2 separate regions of the Mus musculus genome follow, and region 2 is linked to region 1. A link is a contact called in public HiChIP or PLAC-seq data. All regions are on one chromosome and are shown on one strand. Each heading gives the region's core, a stretch centred on a gene start, on an enhancer-like site or on the middle of the called end of the contact. The rest is flanking DNA. Distances are from core to core; before and after follow the strand shown. Region 1 holds the start of Med6 (mediator complex subunit 6). Region 2 has its middle 28 kb from the start of Smoc1.

Region 1 (3,518 bases), core at 441-2,940:
TGCCTTTTCCTGCTGAAACTATCCGAATAAAAACAAAGAAACAAACCAAACAGAAAAGCAGAGCAGTTTGGACACACTTCTTTGTCATTTCCGGTATAAAATCCTAGTTCACAAATTGAAGTGAACAAGAAATATGTTTTCTCTGGATGTGGTGGCCCACACCTTTAATACCAGCACTTGAGAGGCGGAGGCAAGTAGATCTCTGTGAGTTCAAGGCCAGCTTGGTAGCCTAGTCAGCAAACCAAGTTCCAGGACAGCTAAAAAATCTTGTCTTGAAAACCAACGTGTGTGTGTGTGTGTGTGTGTGTGTGTGTGTGTGTGTGTGTGTGATGTATTTATTATGCTGAGAATTTAAAATGTGGAATTCTTTGATCTGTGAGTCGAAAAGTCCCAGTTAAATTAATGGTTCTCCTGCCTTGTTTGTGGATTCTGGTTACATGCTGGGGGAGCCTAGGTAGTCCTTAGTTTTGTGAATTTAGGTTCCTTCCTTCAGGTTTTGGGGTTCTCCTCTCAGTTTCTGTATCTTGTTTGTAAGCATCTCCATCATTTTGCTTTTAGAAAACCACACTAGAGACAGAACGTTCTGTTGTGGGTTTCTATGGCTTCCTCACATCACAGAATTGTTCCCTGCCTTCAAGTGTTTAGACACTACTCAAGGAATTCCTCTTCTCTCTCTCTCTCTCTCTTTTTTGTTGTTGTTTTTTCGTTCCTTTTCTCTCATTTAAAAATTTTATTTATTGATTTATTTATTTATTGATTTATTTATTTATTTATTTATTTATTTATTTATTTATTTATTTATTTATTTATTTTGAGACAGGGTTTCTCTGTATAGCCCTGGCTGTCCTGGAACTCACTTTGTAGACCAGGCTGGGATTAAAGGCATGCGCCACCACGCCCAGTTCCTTTTCTCTTTTTAATCTTGTTAATAATTCACCCCTGAATTCCCTTCCTATCTCTTGAAATTTAGTCATAAAATGCTACAGGTTTTTAACTGGTTTAGGTTTTTAGTTGGTTCAATAACAGGAATAACAAAGTCTCTTGATTTTCTCTGCTTGAGATAAGGTGAAAAACGGAGCTCCTAAGTCTAACAGTTTGTTTTTATACTCATGAGGTTTTTAAAAATACTGTCTCTGTGTGTAGTCCAGGCTGGCCCCAAATTTGTTATGCACTTGGCTCTGCCTCCTGAGAGATGGGATTACAAGTGAAAGCCTTGGTTTAGAGAATTTTAGAATGTTAGTAGTGAGCACGAGGCAGCGCTCTGTTTAACCTCTTTACTTGTAAATGAAATTACTTTCCCCACTGTTTGGGCCTAACGCTTTGCTTATTTTTTGTTTGTTTGTTTTGTTCTGGCTCTGTTACTACAACCTCTGCCAGCTGCAGTTTGGCATCTAAGCGAGGGGGTCATTCTTTATCTTCTTACTCCACAGGTCTACAGGCCCCGCCTTCCCTGCGCCATCCTTCTGCGTGTCCCAATCCCCTCCCCTCCCCGCCGCCACCCTGTGACACGCCTTCTTCTTTCCCGCCCGTGTCCAACGACCAAAGCTCAACCCGGCTCCACCCACTTTAGGTCTCATCCCCGCCCCCAAACACTTTTTTTTTTTCCTGCCGCCGCGCTCCGCGTGAATACTTTTGACCTCCCCGCTAACCGTACGGCCGGCAGCCTCCGCTTCCGTCGCGGTAGTCATCGCCTTTACTGTGCGCCGGAAGGAGGCTCTTATAGCGCTTTTGGAATTATGGCGGCGGTGGATATCCGAGGTAATTAATTTTATGCTCCCCTTACCAGATTGTGGTTTACTGGGGTTTCATAGCTTGCGGAAGTCAGCGTTACCCTCTTTTGTGAGGTCTCTCAAGTTCTTCTGAGTGGCTCCTGGATACCCTAAGGCTCTAATCTAACGAAAAGGGGTCGCGCTTTCCCGTTTTCTGACGAGTCTCTTTAAAAGGGTAGATGCGGAAAAACTAGAAACAATTTAGGGGTTTCTCTCACAATGCTGGGCGTTATGTCGGGGCGAAGGGATAGCTTTTCGGAAGAGAGAAGTGGAATAAGATAAGGGCTGATCCCACCTTATGGGTCCCCGGACAGAAATCCCCGTCTTCTTATTAATAATTTTAAATTTTAGCCTATAATACCTTTCACTTATCATTCATTCAGTGGTTGCCTTCGGCAAGCTGAGCAGTAGAGGTATATTTTCATTGAGTAAGAATAAATAAATGAATGGAGACTCAACCTCTTACTAGCTTCTTGGTCGGGTAGCATTTTGTTTAGCAGTTTGTTTTTGCTTGTGTATATTTCATTCTTCCTCTTGGCAATTTCATACATGTACATAGTGGATTGCTTATTACTTAGATTTGTTAGCGTAATTGTAATGTGTCTGGTGTTTAGAGGAATGGCAGAGAAGCTGGCATAGGGAGGAGATGTAGAAGAGAAGATCTGGAAAGATAAATGTGAGAGAACAGTCAACAGGGACGGCATATTCTGACTTTGTCTTTTTTTTTTTTCATTTACGCATTTCTTTACTAGATCATTTTAGCTGCTGACAGTAGTGTAAAAGTCAGGGATAGAATTAGAAACAAAAAAAGGAAAACAAAACGAAACCAGGGCTTTTCTGGGATGGACAGAAATTAGAGGTAGCTTGGAAGAGTGATGACTGCATTAGTGAGAAGGTTAAATCTGCTTGGTTTTTGGTATATTCTGTTTATGAAGTGATCACAACTTACCTTTTATTTTCAGACTTGACTTTTCATTTCAGTTTTTGTAGATGAATGTCCATGGATACATGAGGCTGTTTAAATTGATTGAGATCTGTGAATAATAAAGTAAGTCATACTTGCCTTGACCTTCAGGCATGGATTGGAAGCATTTAGTGATTATTATGCTCATTCCTGATGAATAAAAACTCACAATTTAGTGGGAGCAGATTATCTGTGATTCTGGTTATGGAATAAGAATTAGTAATAAGGGGGCTAGAGAGATGGCTTAGCGGGTTAAGAGTACTGATTGCTCTTCAGAGATCCTGAGTTCAAATTCCACCAACCACATGGTGGCTCACAACCATCTGTAATGGGATCTGATGCCCTTTTCTGGTCTGTCTGAAGATAGCCACAGTGTACTTGCAATTATAAAATAAATTAATTTAAAAAAAGAATTAGTAATAAAAGTATATAAATTTGCCATGAGAACAGAGAAAATGCCACCATTACTACTGTAACAGTTATTGGGTTACAGTGTGCCAAGCATTTAATGTGCATAATATTGTATGTATAATTATAGATCTTACCTACCTACCAATGGTTAGTTAATAGATATGGACATGAAATGGTTATGCCTGGTAATGGCAGAAAGATAAAACTTTTTTAAGGAAAAAGTTATCGTTTCCTAAAGCAGCTAAAAGAAATGTACATTTTATGGTAAATGGAATTGTTAGTAGGATTAGGAAATTTAAATCATAGTCGTGGTTTTCCCTGTGTTGCTCTTCATTAGCAAAGATGCCTTTTTCCAAAAACATTATTTCCTGGTT
Region 2 (3,518 bases), core at 607-3,106, 600 kb after region 1:
AAATGAACTCCCCCGGGTGTCTTCAGTGATGACCTTTCTATCAGATCCACAGAGTGGGACTAGGAACGTGAACGAACACATGGGAGCCCAACCTCGTAGGAAAAAATGGAGACCTGAAACAGGTCTCCGGTCTCTGTGGCTCTGGAGCCTGGGACTGGCTTTTGAGTGGCTCGGGTAAGCTTTGGGGCCTGGGAAACAGAAATGATCAGTAGGTTACAGCCACTGAACACCATAGTAGGTTGGGGAATAGAGGTGACTATTTTAGAATCACTCACAAGTTGCAGTCAGAAGTGAAAATCAGGTTATACGGTCTTCCTAGTAATAGTGGACCAGCAACAGGACAGGCTGCCCCACATGAGGTCCCCTCCTTACTTATTTCAGTGCCAGGTTAAGGCTCTATTTTTGCCCTGGCAGTGTCCACTTCCCTCATGCCACCCTTCACCAGGACTTTCTCTGATGTTTTAGGCTCTTCCAGTGCCCAGCGCTGGCTTGAGACAGTCTTAGTAAAGAGAAACGAAGGGGACAGTTGGAGGGACTGTGGCCACTCTTAGCCCATTGGGGCCTGTGAGGATGTGGGCAGACAGACACCCAAGTCAAGTTTCCTTGCACTCTGGGCTCCTTCAGATTCGGTATGAAATTTGGCCTTGTCTAATTCCAATCACCCTTTCCGCCACATGCTCTGCAAACCACAGGACTGATGTTTAAGAATCCAAGAGGAATTCTATTGTTTCGAAAAAGATTAAATTAATGAGCCCAGAGAAGGCTCGCTTGCCAGCACACGCAGCAGGTTAGGAGTGCTTTAAATGGTGGCTCTCCCATTTAAACAAGGGCAGCTCCCCCAAGGGAGGGTGGCTTTTGACTAAATCTGAACTCATGGGGGGATGGGGTCACACCTGAAGGGCAGAGGCCAAGGATGCTGTCAAACATCCAGACACACACAAGACAGCCCTCACAAGAAAGACCCCAGCTAAAATGTCAACAGTGCCAAACACCCAGCTTTAAAGTCATACACACCTGGGTTCAAACTCCAGGTGTACAATTTCAGCAAGCCTGCAGCCTTTCCAGCCTGGATTTGCACATCTGTAAAGATGGGTAAACATTGCATTTGGAGTTAAAGCAGTCCTCTAGTCTGTGCTGGGGTTGGCGAAAACATTCTGATTTTTAAAATGAATAAAAAGAGGTAGGCGGATCGCTAGGAGTTCAAGACCAGCTTGGTCTACCTAGAGAGTTTTAGGACACCCAGGACTACATAGAGAGACCCTGTCTTAATAATTAAATAAATAAATAAGTCTACTTAAAAGGTGTGACAGTTGGGTCATCACACATGAAGTGGCCCAGCCTGGAAACTGTATTTGATACCTAGAGCTGTCACTTGCTTCTTTCCCGGGTGTTTGGAGCTGAAACCCTTAGGAGAACCTTCAGGCCTCTTTGTCTTCCGTAGGGCATCTGAACCTCCTACAGGGCCAGCTGCACCGCGGTTGGGTTGCGTCTAAAGACCCACGATCCGAGTGGAGGACGGCCTCATTTCCGGTGACAGTGGACTTGAGCAGCCTGCCTCTCCTTTGGAACCGCGCAGCGGGTCCAATGCCAATTAGCTGAGCCTGAAAAATGAGTGTGCTCTCCGCTCTCCAGGGGGACGCAGGGTGCCCCCAGCCCGGCCTGGGGTTGCTGCCCCGTTCCCCCTATTGTGCCTTCAACAAGAGCGTTTTATTGAAAAGAGCTGAGTGCATCTAATGCAGTTATCCGTGTCCGCCCCATCGAGCCATGGGCTGGGAGCGAGGCGCGCAGCTGCCGCCGCCTCACACGCTCGCAACAAAGGAGGGCGCCGTGGAGAATTTGCTCCCCTTTGAACGGCTCATCTGGTTTCCATTTCTGAAAGGTTCCCCAATCTTTGCTTCCACCCAGCCCCCACTCCAGTGCTGCTCCCCCACACCTCGCTTCGCTCCAGCTGTGCCCCTGGGGGAGGGTGCCACAAGTTCCTGCGCCATCACTCCCTCGTGCCTGTGGGAGACGTATGCACCCCCTTGCATAGGCTAGGACCAGCTGGGCAAACACACCTGGCTTACTATTGGCCTGAGCCACCTTGCTCATGAGGATCTGAAACTCAGTTTCCCCATCTTTAAAATGCCTTGTTTTGCAAGCCACATCGATGATTTTCAACCCCAAAATGGAGAGGGGCAGTTTCGTGAAACATTTGGCAAGTGCATAACAAAATAATTAAAGCAATTTAAATAGCCTTTAATGTCACAGCCCAAAACAAACCATCAGCTCTACCAAGTATTTTCCCTTAGTTGTCTTCTTTGAGCATAAGAAGTCATGAATAAAATTATCATTGTATAATTAGAGTCATATTGTGTATCTGGTTGTATCTCCTGCCTTTATTTACATCAGGGAGTTTTTGTACGTTCATAGTCTTTGAAAATGTGATATTTTAAAACAGCTGCAAAATACACCATCATGAGCTTTCCCACAACTGATTTAATGTGCTCCCCCCTTTTTTGTTTTTTAAGATTGTTTGCCCCATTTGCTTAGGCGGTGGTAATTGTTTTTTCCCCAACACCACAATTTAGAGGGCTATTTTAAAAAAATCAAATCCTCAAGTGTTTTCCCAAATTGACATCTGGGTCTAAATCTGTCACACACACACACTCCCACACACACACTCCCACACACACCCTCCCACTCCTGCTACAAATCAAAGACATGAGGCAGGCATTTGCATGACTTCCTAAGACTGTGACTGAGGGGAAAGGTCATCCTGGCCTCCTCCCCTGTCTGATACCCCCCAGGCACCTGCAAGATGGAAATTCACATTTGAATCATGGCCCCTGTAAAATTATAGCCTTGGGCAAACTATATAAATCTGAGTCCTCAGGTGCATGGCAGAGTCCATCACACCACGCTCAAAGGGCTATGGAGAACATGGAGAAACTATACACAGGGTGCATAGTGCACACGGTGCCGAGCATGTGGCAGGGTACAAAAGCCTTGCTGCCCCACGTACTGATGCTGTGGCCCTGGTGAACTTTCCGAGGCCCTGTGTGCCTCAGTTCCTCCACTTATAACACAGAGGGTTTACGAGGATAAATTAAGTAATAACAAACCTCCTGATACTTGCCAAGTCCCCAGTAGAAGCAACTGTCCTTTTTGTGAGTCTGCCTGACCACCTTTAGAGAACGATGAACCTCTTTCATCTCTCAGGACCAGCCCCTTCCAATCCCCTTATCCATACATAGTCTTCCTACCTTGCTCATGAGGCAGAGCCCTGGGAAGATGCTGGGTGCCCAGAAACATCCTCCCAGATCTCCACCTGCAGCATGGCCTTTGCTTCTGGTCTCTGCATTCTCTCTGACTTAGAGAAGGGGAACAGTGCAGACGTTAACTCATTATAGTCACCAGACAACAGTAAACACTTAGCCAGCAGATCACATCCCAATGATGTAGTCATCTCTTTTTAAAAATTGGTTATCATGGTATGCATTCATGATGTGTAGGGGGCACACATGCATGGCTGACTT

The links. HiChIP or PLAC-seq counts read pairs in DNA pulled down with a chosen protein or histone mark.
Region 2: a contact with region 1 is called in an H3K4me3 HiChIP or PLAC-seq map of embryonic forebrain, with 5 times the contacts expected there. The contact joins the enhancer-like site here to the promoter of Med6 in region 1. A contact is called at or near these places in 2 of 39 promoter capture datasets (both in embryonic stem cells), 3 of 484 Hi-C or Micro-C datasets (the G1E-ER4 cell line, cerebral cortex and embryonic fibroblasts), 6 of 115 datasets of contacts at active chromatin or transcription factors (the NIH/3T3 cell line, the SCID.adh cell line, embryonic forebrain and 3 more) and 2 of 9 other capture datasets (embryonic stem cells and liver).

What each region holds. Positions count from the first base shown.
Region 1 is chr12:81,593,180-81,596,697 of GRCm38.p6, reverse strand. Med6 (mediator complex subunit 6) reads left to right here and starts at 1,690. Exons shown (of 8, transcript NM_001347384.1): 1 at 1,690-1,758. The coding sequence starts at 1,737.
Region 2 is chr12:80,997,144-81,000,661 of GRCm38.p6, reverse strand. No RefSeq gene overlaps it. Among named protein-coding and RNA genes, the nearest start is that of Smoc1, 28 kb to the left of the region's middle. Within about 2 kb of position 1,856, at least 50 of the 459 cell types and tissues checked have an H3K27ac peak or open chromatin away from gene starts, as enhancers often do. A contact at or near this core is called in embryonic forebrain, where this site is marked.